Regions from separate parts of the Mus musculus genome. Here region 2 is linked to region 1. Evidence: chromatin contacts called from public HiChIP or PLAC-seq data. All regions are on one chromosome and are shown on one strand. Each heading gives the region's core, a stretch centred on a gene start, on an enhancer-like site or on the middle of the called end of the contact. The rest is flanking DNA. Distances are from core to core; before and after follow the strand shown.

What was found. HiChIP or PLAC-seq counts read pairs in DNA pulled down with a chosen protein or histone mark.
Region 2: an H3K27ac HiChIP or PLAC-seq map of embryonic stem cells shows a contact between it and region 1, with 8 read pairs. The contact joins the enhancer-like site here to the promoter of Uba6 in region 1. A contact is called at or near these places in 1 of 39 promoter capture datasets (liver), 32 of 484 Hi-C or Micro-C datasets (the 3T3-L1 cell line, 3T3-L1-derived adipocytes, CD4 T cells and 19 more), 6 of 115 datasets of contacts at active chromatin or transcription factors (bone marrow-derived dendritic cells, embryonic stem cells and liver) and 2 of 9 other capture datasets (adipose tissue and liver).

The regions. Positions count from the first base shown.
Region 1 is chr5:86,171,033-86,174,663 of GRCm38.p6, forward strand. It overlaps Uba6 (ubiquitin-like modifier activating enzyme 6), which reads right to left and starts at 1,711. Exons shown (of 33, transcript NM_172712.2): 1 at 1,636-1,711. The coding sequence starts at 1,706.
Region 2 is chr5:86,405,716-86,409,346 of GRCm38.p6, forward strand. No RefSeq gene overlaps it. Among named protein-coding and RNA genes, the nearest start is that of Tmprss11d, 34 kb to the left of the region's middle. Within about 2 kb of position 1,681, at least 9 of the 459 cell types and tissues checked have an H3K27ac peak or open chromatin away from gene starts, as enhancers often do. A contact at or near this core is called in embryonic stem cells, where this site is marked.

The sequences.
Region 1 (3,631 bases), core at 461-2,960:
CAACAGCAATATGAGAAGCGTAAGCTGAATAAACCGTTTCCTCCCCAACTTGCTTCTTGGTCATGGTTTTGTACAAGAATAGAAACCCTTAGCCGGGCGTGGTGGCGCACGCCTTTAGTCCCAGCACTCGGGAGGCAGAGGCAGGCGGATTTCTGAGTTGGAGGCCAGCCTGGTCTACAAAGTGAGCTCCAGGACAGCCAGGGCTATTCAGAGAAACCCTGTCTCGAAAAACCAAAAAAGAATAGAAACCCTTAGACAAGGTCCTTCCATACAAAATGTATGTTTTCTTAGGTATCATCTTCCTTAGAGTTTTAAAATGTGTTGAAGTTAATTTCACTAACTGTTGCTATGTGCAGTGCTTGCTGTTGAGATTTTTAGAGCAACCAGACACTAACTGCACTGTAAGCACCTCATATAATAAAGTCAGCATATTCACACAACATATACTAAAACTATATATAAACCTGTAGTATCCTATCATTTTGTTTCTATTTTACACACTTTATTGCACTTGCTATTCTATGTTACACACAATGACTTAGGTGGATTAAAGTTCTGACTAAAAATGAGAACGGGGTTATGCTCAGCCGCTTAATGGCTATGGCCAACACTTAAAAAGCTCTGTCTCAATGATTGTTTCGAGAATATGTTCAAAAACAGTCACGCCTGATTGCACATACTTGTAATCTCAGAAATTCAGACGAGGAGGGAGGAAGCCATCTTTGGCAAACTTGGAGCCAGCCTCAGAATCAATATAATAATAATAATAATAATAATAACAACAACAACAACAACAACAACAATAACAAATCATCTGTAAGAGCAACTAAGGGGCAGATATTTGTATTCAATAATATTTCTTAAGTCGATTTTGGCAGCATTGGCCAGGGCAGACAATACTTCCATCCAGTCCTTGAAGTATATGTCTCAATGTGCAATGTAAAGCTAGTAACGTAAGAAATCCATCACTTCTATATTTGGTATGTAATAGTCATATACTGGGTAGGATACAAGCGGGGCTTTCTTAACTGTAAGATGACCAAAAGAGAACTAACGCAAACACTGGAGAGAGTATACCAGGACCCCAACCCCGGAATTTTTGCAGGCTGAGAAAGAAAAACTCCAAGATCCTCAGCGGGAAATAATCCTAGGAACCTTGGGCCCCGCCCCGCGCTCCAACACCCCCGTAGTAAACAGAGAGGATTCTCGGGGTGTCCACACTGCAACGGATTCATCCTGACTTGAGCTCTCAAGAACAGTTTTCCTAAGGAGCACGGCTGGAGGAGGATAGTGCTCCGTGGCGCTGAAGGAAGTGTGCCAAGCAACAGGGGCCACAACCCTCTCCTGAATGACTGGCCGCTCAGAAGTAGTGACCTGAGGGAAGGATGCTGGACCCGACCCGGGAAGAGCCGGTCTCCTCAGAGGAGCGGAGCTGGAGCAGCGAGGGCAGCGCCCACGCCGCCACACCCACCGCCCGCCGGCTCGCTCGCTCGTTCGCCACCTCGCTAGCTCCCTGTGGCTCCGCGCGGCCCCGTGGCCTCCGCGCGCTCCGAGCCGCCGGAACGCGAGAACGGAGCCCGCGTCGGCGTTCCTCCGCTCCTTCCCGCCCAGCCTGCCCCGGGCCAGGCCTCTCACCCGCAGGCTCCCCAGGAGGAGCAGGACGCCTCTTCACAGGAAAGCACAGCCAACGGCTCGGACCGCTCCATCGCCTTCCGACAGACTGACTGCAGCGAGGCGGGGAGGCAGGCGAGGGGGCGGGGCCGCGAGGGTCAAGGGGCGGGCGGCGACGTCACCAGGGGGAGGAGCTGGGGAAAAGTACGCCCAGGACAGGGTTTCCAGTCAGCCCCTGGGACACCTGACTTCCGGTTGGGGCGGGGCAACGGGGCGCGCTTCCTTGCAGGTGAGGGGAGTGCCTACGTGAAGGCTGCTGAGCGCTGAGGGCAAACGCGGAACCAAAACGCGTCACTTCCGGCTGTGAGAGCGTACCGCTCCAGGGGGCTCGACAGCTACCAGATGCTGTTGCCTTGCAAATCCAGAACTGTTACAGTGCCTTGAGGAGATCGCTTTTCTGAACAACAACAACAAAAAGAGGACATTTCCAGGCTGGGATTCCACTTAAAGATTCCATTTAAATTGTTTTGAACATCTATTACTGATCTCTGTAGTCAAGTGACTAAAAAGAGCTGTAAAATTTGGCACTTTCATTTTAAGGGAGGAAAAACAAGGAACTCAAATGATATGATCAAAGACATACAGCCAGTAACTCATATTACCAGTTCTCTGATTGCCGATTTCTCATCTAATTCTTTTTTTTCATTCATTCTCATTTTACCATTTTTAGAAAACAATTGTGTACACACAGTACAATTAAGAATCTTTGTTGTTGTTTTTTTTCGAGACAGGGTTTCTTTGTGCAGCCCTGGCTGTCCTGGAGCTCACTCTGTAGACCAGGCTGGCCTCGAACTCAGAAATCTGCCTGCCTCTGCCTCTTCCTCCCAAGTGCTGGGATTAAGTGTGTGCCACCACGCCCAGCTATTAAGAATCTTTCTAACTGGTGATGTGTTTGACGAAACACTAGCCCAATTTTAAAAATCCGTGTTTGATTATAGACATAGGGCAGCGTTCTGTAAAGTATAACAGGTTTTACTTCAAAATTGTCTTGAAATCACAAAAATGATTTTAGGGTTGGTGGTCACCACAGCACGAGAAGTTGTATGAAAGAGTCACAGCATTATCAGTGAGAACACAGTAGCTTCTCCGGGCAGAGGAACTTTGCTGTATGTTAAAGCATGTTTTTATATTTTTTACTAGCTTTGTGTCTTGACTTTTTCTGTATCTGTTACTGCTATTAGGGAAAATAAATTTTTATTTCCTTAGTCCAAGGAGACCATGGATTTAAGGGAAACTTTTCTAACTTAAAAACTATCTGTCCCTGTTGTATGGCTTGATTGAAAAAAAAAAAAAAAATGTGGCTCCCAACCAGGCAGCATACACTAGCTTGAGGCCCTTGACACATGTACAGCAGAGGACTGCCAGGTCTGGTCTGAGTGAGAGACTTGAGGCCCCAGGGAGTGAGGAGGTCTGGTGGGGAAGGGTGGGGGAGGGGCATCCTCTCGAAGAGGGAAAAGGAGGAGGAGGAGGAGGAGGAATGGGATGAGGAACTGCCAGAGGGCAGACCTGGAGGGGGACTGGACTGTTAAAAAAAAAAAAAAAAAAAAAAAAGATTTAAAAAAAGTAAAATACTAATACTACTAGTATGGCTCAATGCCTGTCATGTCCACTCCTATTCGTTCTCAACCCTGGTGTTAGCTGTCTCTTGTCTTCTTGTCTCTGTCTGTGCTGAGCTGCATCCTAACGCTGCATGTAATCATTCTACTTGCAAACATTTGTTTCTGAATAATTTCAGATTTACAGAAAATTTAGAAAGATAATAGAGAATTTATCTGAATTCTTCAAATAACTTGCCCATTTTGTATTTGGGTGCATTTTTCATGACTTAGAAATTGATATTTGTGTGATACTTAAATCCATACATTTTACTAAGATACCACAGGTTTTTCTGCTAACCATTCCCCTCAGAATCCATTCCAGGATAACAGGAAACATTTACGATGAGCTGATATTACCAAAT
Region 2 (3,631 bases), core at 431-2,930, 230 kb after region 1:
CAATTCTTAACAATAAAAGAACTTCTGGGGAATCACCATCCCTGACCTCAAGCTGTACCACAGAGCAGTAGTGATAAAACAACAACAACAACAAAACTCCACGATATTTGTTTTTACCAAACGAATAGATCAATAGAATAGAATTGAAGACTTAAACCCACACACTTATGGACCCATGATCTTTGACAAAGAAACCAAAAGCATATAGTGAAAAACGGAAGCATCTTCCACAAATGTTGCTGGTCTAACTGTCGATCTGGATGTAGAGGAATGCAAATTGATCCATATTTATCTTGTACAAAGCTCAAGTCCAAGTGGAGCAAGAACCTCCACATAAAGCCAGATAAACTGGATCTAATAGAAGAGAAAGTGGGAAATAGCCTCGTATGCATGGAAACCTGGGAAAATTTCCTGAACAAAACACCAATGGCTCAGGTTCTAAGATCAACAATTGACAAATGAGACCTCATAAAAATGAAAAGCTTCTATAAGGCAAAGAACACTGTCAATCGGACAAAATGGCAACCTACAGATTTGGAAAGATCTTCACTAACTCTATATGTGTTTGAAGGCTAATATACAAAATATAAAAAGAACTCAAGTAGTTAAATTCCAAAAAATTAAATAATCCAATTTAAGATTGGGGTACAGAGCTAAACACAGAATTCTCAACAGAGGAATCTCAAATGGCTGAGAAGCACTTAAAGAAATGTTAATCATCAGGGAAATGCAAATCAAAACGACCCTGAAATTCTACATTACACAATCAGAATGGCTAAGATTAAAAAAACAAAACAAAACAAAAAAAAACCCTCAAGGGCCACTACATGCTGGTAAGGATGTGGAGAAAGAGGAACACTCCTCCATTGCTGGTGGGATTGCAAGCTGGTACAACTACTCTGGAAATCAGTCTAGCAGTTCCTCAGAATTTTGGAAATAGATCTACCTGAAGACCTAGCTATACCACTCCTGGGAATAAACCCAAAAGATGCTCCACTGATACCACAAAGACTCATAGCAGTCTTATAGGTGATAGTCAGAAGCTGGAAACAACCCAAATATTCCTCAACTGAAGAATGACTACAGAAAATGTGGTTCATTTACACAATGGAATACTTTTCAGCTACCAAGAACAAAGACATTATGAATTTTGCAGGTAAATGGATGGAAGTAGAAAATATCATCTAGAGTGAGTTAACCCAGACCCAGAATGACATACACGGTATAAGTGGATATTAACCAAAAACCCATGATACAACTCACAGATTGTAGGACGGTTAACCAGAGAAGGAATTCCTAAGCATGGATATCTGAAACTCACTTAAAAGGGGAACAAAACAATTATGGGAGGCAGAGGGAGGAAGGAACCTGGTGGGAGATGGGAGGGGAAAAGGAGGGACAGGATTAGGTATGTCGAGAGAAAGGAGGGATACACAGAGGGCCAGAAGTGTTGTATACCAGCCCGCGGCCTACTTGAACTGGGTACACCTGGGAGGCAGGCTGGGGCTGAAAGAGACTAGACTGCGAGAGAAATTAATGGAGACCAAGACACGATTCTGTTCAAGGCCCGCCAGTTTACTGAGTGTGCTTATAAGGGGGAAGGCCCATCCCCCACCAATCCTTTCTTGGAGCCAGTCAGTAGGAGAGGATGTTCCTCTGGAATATCTCCTTGGCCTCTCAGCAGGTAGCAGTGTCTTGGAGGTGCAGTGGCCTCTGGTGGAACAATAGAGCCATCTAGGCAGGAAGGCTCCACCCTAGGTAATCTCTTCAGTGGCAGCAAGGTCAAGGTCTGGATCAGCCTGTTTCAGGCTGGGAGAGGTTACACAGAAGAATGACTAATGTGAATCTTTGAGTAGTAGGGAGCAGGAGAAACCTCTAGAAAGTCCCAGAGTCCTGGGATGTGAGAGGCTACCTGGACTCAATGGGTAAGACATTAGCCCAACAATGAGGAGATTTAACAGGAAGAGATCACCTCCAGTAGACAGGCACTATCCCTAGTTAAGGCAGGGGCCTGTTCACCCATCTTCAAAAATTTTAACCCAGAACTGTTCCTATCTAAAATAAATGGAGAGGCAAAAATGGAGTAGAGACTGAAGGAAAGGCCATCCAGATTGGCCCAACTTGGGATCCATCCCGTGCACACATACCAATTCCTGACACTATTACTGAGACCATATTGTATATGCAGACAGGAGTCCTCTGAGAGGCTCTATCAACAACTGACTGGGACAAAGGCAGATACTTACAGCCAACCGTTAGATCGAGATTGGGGACCAATATGGAAGAGATATGGGGAAGGACTGAAGGAGCTGAAGGGGACTGCAGCAGTGTCAACTAACCTGGACCCCTCAGAGCTCCCAGAGACTAAGCCAAAAACCTAGGAGCATACATGAGCTGGTTCATGGCCCTGGGCACATGTATAGCAGAGAACTGCATTGGATGGCCCCAGTGGGAGGGGATGAGTTTAATCCTATGGAAACTTGATACCCCAGAGAAGAGGTAGGGGTGGGTGGGCAGGAGGGTGAACACCCTCTCAGAGGTGGAGTGAAGGAAGCAGGAGGATGGGGTAAAGAATTTGGGGAGGGGGACCAGGAAGGGAGGCAACTTTTGGAATGTAAATAAAATAATTTAATTAAAAAATATATGCTTTTGAAAAAAATCTTAGTTTTCTATAGTAAACAAAGCAGTGTGATCAAAAAGGAAGCTGATCTCAGAAAGGAAGAACGGTGGGACAAAAGAGGATGTGTTCATGAGGGTCAGAGTCCCAGAGCAGTAGCAAAAGACAAACTCTGCTGATTGGCACGGGGCTGATTTTCAGGCAAAAGTCATATCAATGCTATTTTGATGGAAGGGAACCAAATTATGGAATCACACAACTTGGTGAAAACTCACTAAGTGAGTATCACAAGGAGATCTGAAGGCTGGGAGGCCAGCAGTGTGAAAGTGGGTGGACATGGGTAATAGCAGTGACTAGTTGAATCATCTTCTGAAGGACATTACTTACTAGATTACAGTCAACTTGGTACTAGATGTTTCATAAAATCAATAAAACGACTCCATTACAGCTAGCAGGGGTGAGTGTTGCTTTATGAACCTTCAGTCTAAGTTATTACTTAGGTATTTCACTGTATGTATGTATGTATGTATGTATGTATGTATGTATGTATGTATGTATGTGATTATGACAATAAAATATTGTTTCTTCCTGTGTATTATAATCAAGCTAAATGAATTGGCAGAAATCCTGCCCTCATGATCTCTCTCCACACAGTGAGCTCAGAGTATACCTTTCTGCCTGAAATGTGCTGTATGGCACCAAGGGAGGATTTTAATGATATTTTTATTCTTTGCAAGTTTTGCACATTTCTATAATGTGTAGTTATCATACCCACCCACAACTATCTTCCTTCACCTCCCCCTACCTGCTTTTCTCCTCAGCTTCACATCCTCTGGGGATTTAACTTAAAGTCTCCCACTTGAAAGAGATAGAAACTCTCCAAGCTAACTTGGATGAGCCTGAATCAGAAGCAGCTACTGACAAGTATTGTTCGTTCATCCATCCATTGCTGCTTGACAACTGTACTGTACATTTTGAATACTCAATGTCACTTCTTTGAGTTTCTGATATTTC